2 separate regions of the Dromaius novaehollandiae genome follow, and region 1 is linked to region 2. The links are chromatin contacts, called in public Hi-C maps. All regions are on one chromosome and are shown on one strand. The core of a region is the stretch at or near the end of the contact, and the rest is flanking DNA. Distances in the headings are between cores, read along the strand shown. Region 1 has its middle 140 kb from the start of UBASH3B. Region 2 has its middle 82 kb from the start of SORL1.

The links. A called contact is a pair of places that touch in the nucleus more often than the background predicts.
Region 1: a contact with region 2 is called in a Hi-C map of ovary, with 2.0 times the contacts expected there. The contact joins two enhancer-like sites.

What each region holds. Positions count from the first base shown.
Region 1 is chr21:4,580,478-4,583,177 of bDroNov1.hap1, reverse strand. No RefSeq gene overlaps it. Among named protein-coding and RNA genes, the nearest start is that of UBASH3B, 140 kb to the left of the region's middle. Within about 2 kb of position 1,392, at least 2 of the 2 cell types and tissues checked have open chromatin away from gene starts, as enhancers often do.
Region 2 is chr21:4,387,604-4,390,303 of bDroNov1.hap1, reverse strand. No RefSeq gene overlaps it. Among named protein-coding and RNA genes, the nearest start is that of SORL1, 82 kb to the right of the region's middle. Within about 2 kb of position 1,398, at least 1 of the 2 cell types and tissues checked has open chromatin away from gene starts, as enhancers often do.

The sequences.
Region 1 (2,700 bases), core at 143-2,642, 190 kb before region 2:
CTTCTATCGGGGAGGATCTAAGAAATCTGGTATTTGTGTTGTCTTGAATCTTTCACTGTTTACTCCAGCTGTCACCTGTTAGATTTCTCTTATACTTCTCTTATACTTCTCTTATTAACATACTAGTAATGCTGTGGTGATTAGGTGAGCGGATTATGTGTCAGCCCTGCATTGTGATTTAGTTGCTAGTCATACTGTAGTAGCTCCTGGGTGCTCAGGCGTTGATATCAACGACGTTGTGGCAGGTGCTGTACAAGCTCAATGCTTATTTATCAAGGCGAGATCATTTTCAGTAGAACTGGGCAGAAAGAACTTTTGATTTAAATTCCCCTAGATTCTGTGGTGGTTTGAATCCCGGATCTACTCCAAATGGCTCCGAATTTTACATGCAATACATGTTTTAAATCAATTCAGCCAGAGTCTAAGACTGACACAGCCTCATTCTGAGAGATGAAAACAAATGCAAATACACACGCTGTGGTTTGTTCTTCTGGTTTAGCCATTTTTCCCCCCTAGACCATGCACTGATGCAAGAGCATTTGCAGGTGCTTTCTCTGTCATAGCTGTCTCTAGCACAGAGTCCTGGCATACAGGTGTTTGGAAGAGTGGCCAACATGACGCGTACAGCTGGGCCACGGTAAGGCTGCTGTCATGAGTAGTTTTCGGCAGCCTCCAAGGATGAGGGTGTGCATAGAGAAACTTGACTTTGGAGCGCGTGTCCTTCCCTGGCACTCTGAGATGGTTCATCAGTCCTAGAACCTTGTGCCTCGATCTAGTGCTTAAGGATCATCAATGTAAAATAGAGCAGCACTAGTAGGATGGGATCTTTTTTTCCTCAGGGGAGTAAAAATGGTGTCTTTTAACCTGTCAGTATGCATTTACAACACATCTGAGGCTTGAAAGAGGCTGTCCGAAAAGAAAACCAGGGTAATAGGAGTGTGTTAGTAGAGCCAGTAGGCATTGAATAGTCTCTGTGGTGGTTTAAAAAAAAAAAAAAAAAAAAAAAAAAAAAAGAAGCCTTAGGCTTCAACTGATTGCTAATTATGTGGTTCTATTCCTTTTTAAGAAAATACCATGCAAGGTTTGTGAGGGAGGAAAAGTGTTTTAATCTGGAGAGTTACCAGGTTTTTTGGTCTTTGTTTTGCTTTTTCCCATGCTTCAGCTTAGTATTAGAGACCTGGCTCTAGTTTTAAAATGAAGCTACATTCCCGAGTTCTGCCATCCATCTCTTGGAGCCTCTGTGCAAAGGGCACAAGTTATTCCACCTTAAAAAGAAACGAAAAAAAAAAAAAGAAAAAAGCAAAACCCACACTGTGCAGAGAGGGAGAGAGTTACAGAAAGTGGGCCCCCTGCTTTTTTCAGAGGGGGAATGTAAGCAGATCCTTGCTGAAACTGCTTCCCTCAGCAGTTTTCAGCTTGTTTTAATTGGCCTGGCCTGAAAGAATTCTGAATGCTGTACCTGTGCCAATGAAAATGCAAATGTTTCCCCGAGACGGAGGCACTTGGAGTGCCTGTGCCCCAGCTCTGATAGCAGCAGCAGGGGCATGGAGACATGTATGTGATGGGAAACGGGGAGGCCTTGATCTAATTCAACTCAGAAAACAAAGAGCCTTGGAAAATGAAGCACGAACAAGGCAGAGCAGGGCAAAATACAGTGGAACTTACTGCAATTGCTTCAAAACCAGGAGCTTTTTTGTACTGAAATCCATTATCCCCTCTCCTTGCACTGGGCAGTTGGATCCTTTCACTAATTTAACGGGGAGCTTGGTATTTCTTTTTCTCTCTTTTTGTTTAATTCTTTATTGTGAAGATTGTGTGTCAGAAAGAAGGTTATTTCACCAAGTACAGAGACGCTGTCATCAAGTGCATCCTTGCAGCCAGTGGACATGGTGGTGTTAGGCAGCACATTCTGGTGTTGGTGACTGTCCTGCTGCAGGGAAACCACGGTTACAGGCTAGTCCCAGGCTCCTGCTCCCATGTGAGGAATGAGCAGGATGGGCTGGAAGATACCAGCTGTGTCTGTGTTCACTGGCTTGGAGCCTGGTGGCGGAGCTGTTGTTGAAGCAGCAGAGGTTTGACCCAGCTTGATGTTTTGAGCTCTTCCTTGTCCATGCTGCCGTAGCCTAGAACCGCTGATCTTGAGGGTTATTCCGCCTCACGCTGGAGCCAGATTTACATTCCCTTTCTCCCTGCTGCTCAGAGACCCCAGTCTGTTATGCCGGATGGAAAAAGATATATTTGGAGAATTGACAGCAGGCAAATATAGCCTTTTTGAGTCCTGTAGAGCCTGACTCGTATGACTTTATGGGTGGGCTTGAGGGGATACGATTGGGGCTGGTAGATCAGACACTGACTGTGTCTGCTAAGGTGCTGGAGTTTGTCTTCAACTGGGAGTTTTGATGAGAGTATTAAGTGGTTTCTCTTAATAAGATCTTTTTCTTGTCTATTTGACATAACCTAATGCTCCTTTGTCCTGAAACTTAGGCACCATCCCCTTTTAATACTGACTATCTGCATACCCACTGTTTCTGCTTGTATCTTGGCTGGTTGCATCATTTCTGAATTAGTTCAGTTTGATGGTCCTGTAGACAATGTAAACTATAGGTCAGCTCTCAGAAATAAGGTAAAACACCAGCTTTTCTTCAAATAAGTTGGCCTTTCTCACCCAGAATATAACCAGGCTCTGGAAGTGGTTGCTAC
Region 2 (2,700 bases), core at 149-2,648:
TAAGTGAATATTCCAAGTACCGAGAACAAGGAAGCTCTTTGGGTTCTTTGCCTCGTTCTTGCGTTATGTCACTTCATGGTTTAGTTGGTCCCACTCCCTAAGCTTCAGTTTCTCCTTAGGGAATATTAATGCTTATTGGTAATGTGCTTTCAGGGCTTGTCCATGAATTTTTAAAAAGTGACAGAGTTGCCAAAAAATCTGTGGTTTGGTTCCAAGTCAATAAGTTCCCAGCCCCTAAGGACCATGTCCTCAATCAGAACACATCTGTTGAAGTCAACATAGCTCCATGAGTGTACAACACCTATGTCAGAAGTTTATCTGAGCTGTTCCACCAGTCTTTGTCTCCCAACTTGTTTCCTGATGGATGTTCCATGAAATGCGCCTTTCGAATGGTATATACATTCAGTCTCTTTCCTGGGATACCCAAGCATAGATTTAATTCCTTATCTTGCTACAAACTCCCCACAAGTCTGTGCGCAGAACCAGCATTTACACAGTGGTCCCTTTCGCTCGGTACACGTACACAGCGTGTCCGTACTTAGCAGCTTAACTGCTGCTGTGAATCGGCTGAGCCGTACTGGGAAAGGGTCCGTGCGCTCAGGCTGCCGTGATAACACGTGGTTTATCTGTGTGTCCGAGCCCCCAGTGAAAGTAGATTGAAGGGACATTTGTACATCCTTAAGAGTCCTTTTAGAAGAATGCCATCGCGTACAAGAACCTCACAATGTATGAGAATTAGTTTTAGTTTCTCTGTGCCTCAGCTCTGCAACTGTAAAATAGGGATAACTGCTATTCTTCAGTGGACTTTGCCAGTTCGGATGATAAGCTCTTTCCGCATGGGCACTGCCACCTCTCCCCAGGTGCTGTGCGGTGCCTGGCAGAACAAGGCTCCAGCTTTTCGTGGCATATCCGGGCGTAATTGCAACACAAGGAGCGACCACAGGATCCAGCTAACGTTGCAGGCTGTGTTCGCAGCCTCCAGTTCTCCCTGTCTGCCTTTCACCTCCCGGTCTTGATTTGTTTATCTCTTGGGGGCCTTTCTGTTTTTAATTCCATTGTTCCTCACCTGGGGATTTCAGGCTATTATTTAATTTCCTTCCAGATTTCAGCCCTTCCCCCTTGCCTCCCAAATCTCCCCCTCCGTCGCTAGCCCCGTCCCTTCAGAGAAGGCGTCTTACTTTTCTGCCCCTCTGTGCAAGTCAGTTTTCGTTGGCTCTCGCGGCATCTCCTCTTGTCAAGGCATTATCCGGTGGGGAGCCTGATTATTTAGATTCCTCCAGTTTCCCCTTTTAATATATCTCCTCTGTGTCCCGCAGCCTGACCCCTGCCAAAGGACCTGCCACGAGGGTTGTTTCTTCCAGTCTGGAGCCCTCCCCCAGCTTCCCTTTCATCTGTGTTTTCCGAGCGGGCTGTGCTTGAGGCAGCGCGGGGTTGAGGGCCTCCGGGTCCGCTGCCGGATCCCTCCCCCATCACCTGAGAAAAGGCAAAGGCGCAAACCACTTCCAGGGCCGGCTCTGGCAGGGCTTGGGGGTGGGGAACGGCTGAGCCTGCCTAAGGAGAGGAAACCAATTAATCCCCCCCCCTTTTTTTTTTTAATTCGAGGCAGGGTTCCTAGCGGACCGTAGGCACCCCGGGCCAGATCCGTCCTGCGCTGTGCTCTGCGGCTCCCTGGCAGGGCAGCAGGCTTCCTCGAGAAGAGGAAGCAAAGAGGGGGGGTTCCCACACACCAGAAAGCCGGTGGTCCTGCTCAGCCCGCCTCAAGCTGCCTGCGGCGGAGGGAGGTCTGGGCCAGCCGTGGTGGGAGCAGGACGGCCAGTATCTGAGGAAGGACCACTCTGAAACTCTGAGTGGGGACCCCAGCTGGATGCGCTGGGTAGGGGACCCCTGCTCTGCACATCTCCAGGGTTTCACATAGCAAGCCATGATCGCTACCCTAGTAGTGCCGAGGAGGAAACCGAGGTGAAGCCGCTGCTTGGTGGGACACGTGTCTGCATTCGCAGCACCAGGGAGACCTAATTCACTCTGGTGGCCTTCTCATTTCTGAGAGCTCGGGGAGACTTCTTCAAGGGAGGGCGCAAATCTGGACACCTCCTCCTCGAGGTGGTACAGCTGTCACCTCATGGCGTTCATCATATTGTCCCCTGCTTTCACTAGACATCCAGGGCTCTCGCAGGGAGGGCTGACACCAGCTGCAACTGTCGAGATACTCTGAGCAAATCCCTCTGTGATCTGTATGATGGAGAGCATATGCACAGCCCAGGATCTGAAGGAAATCATCTCACATATGAAGAACAAAAACATGTTTTGCTATCTCTCTGCCAGGGATTTATTCGTAAAATTCCTAGAGAAGGAGGAGACCCTTGGAGGTCTCCAAGCTCGAGACCCAAAGTAAATAAAATGTTGCGAGAATACATTTAGCAAACGATAATGCTGAACACAGAAAAACAGATAGAATGATGTAAAAATATGTCGGCTGGAATCTATGGAATGTTTACATCCCGGGAACAGGGCACTGTATAAACGCGTTCATCAGTGACATTGCCTATTCGCAGCTCCGGTAACGTGTAAGGCGCCAGTGCTAGTGCTTGTACAGGAACCCTGCTCCACCGGAGTCCGAGCTGAGAGGCAGACAGAGCAGAACGGGGTGTTGTCCGCAGAGCGTTACTTGTTTCGTCTTGAGGCGGGTGGACGTGCTCAAAT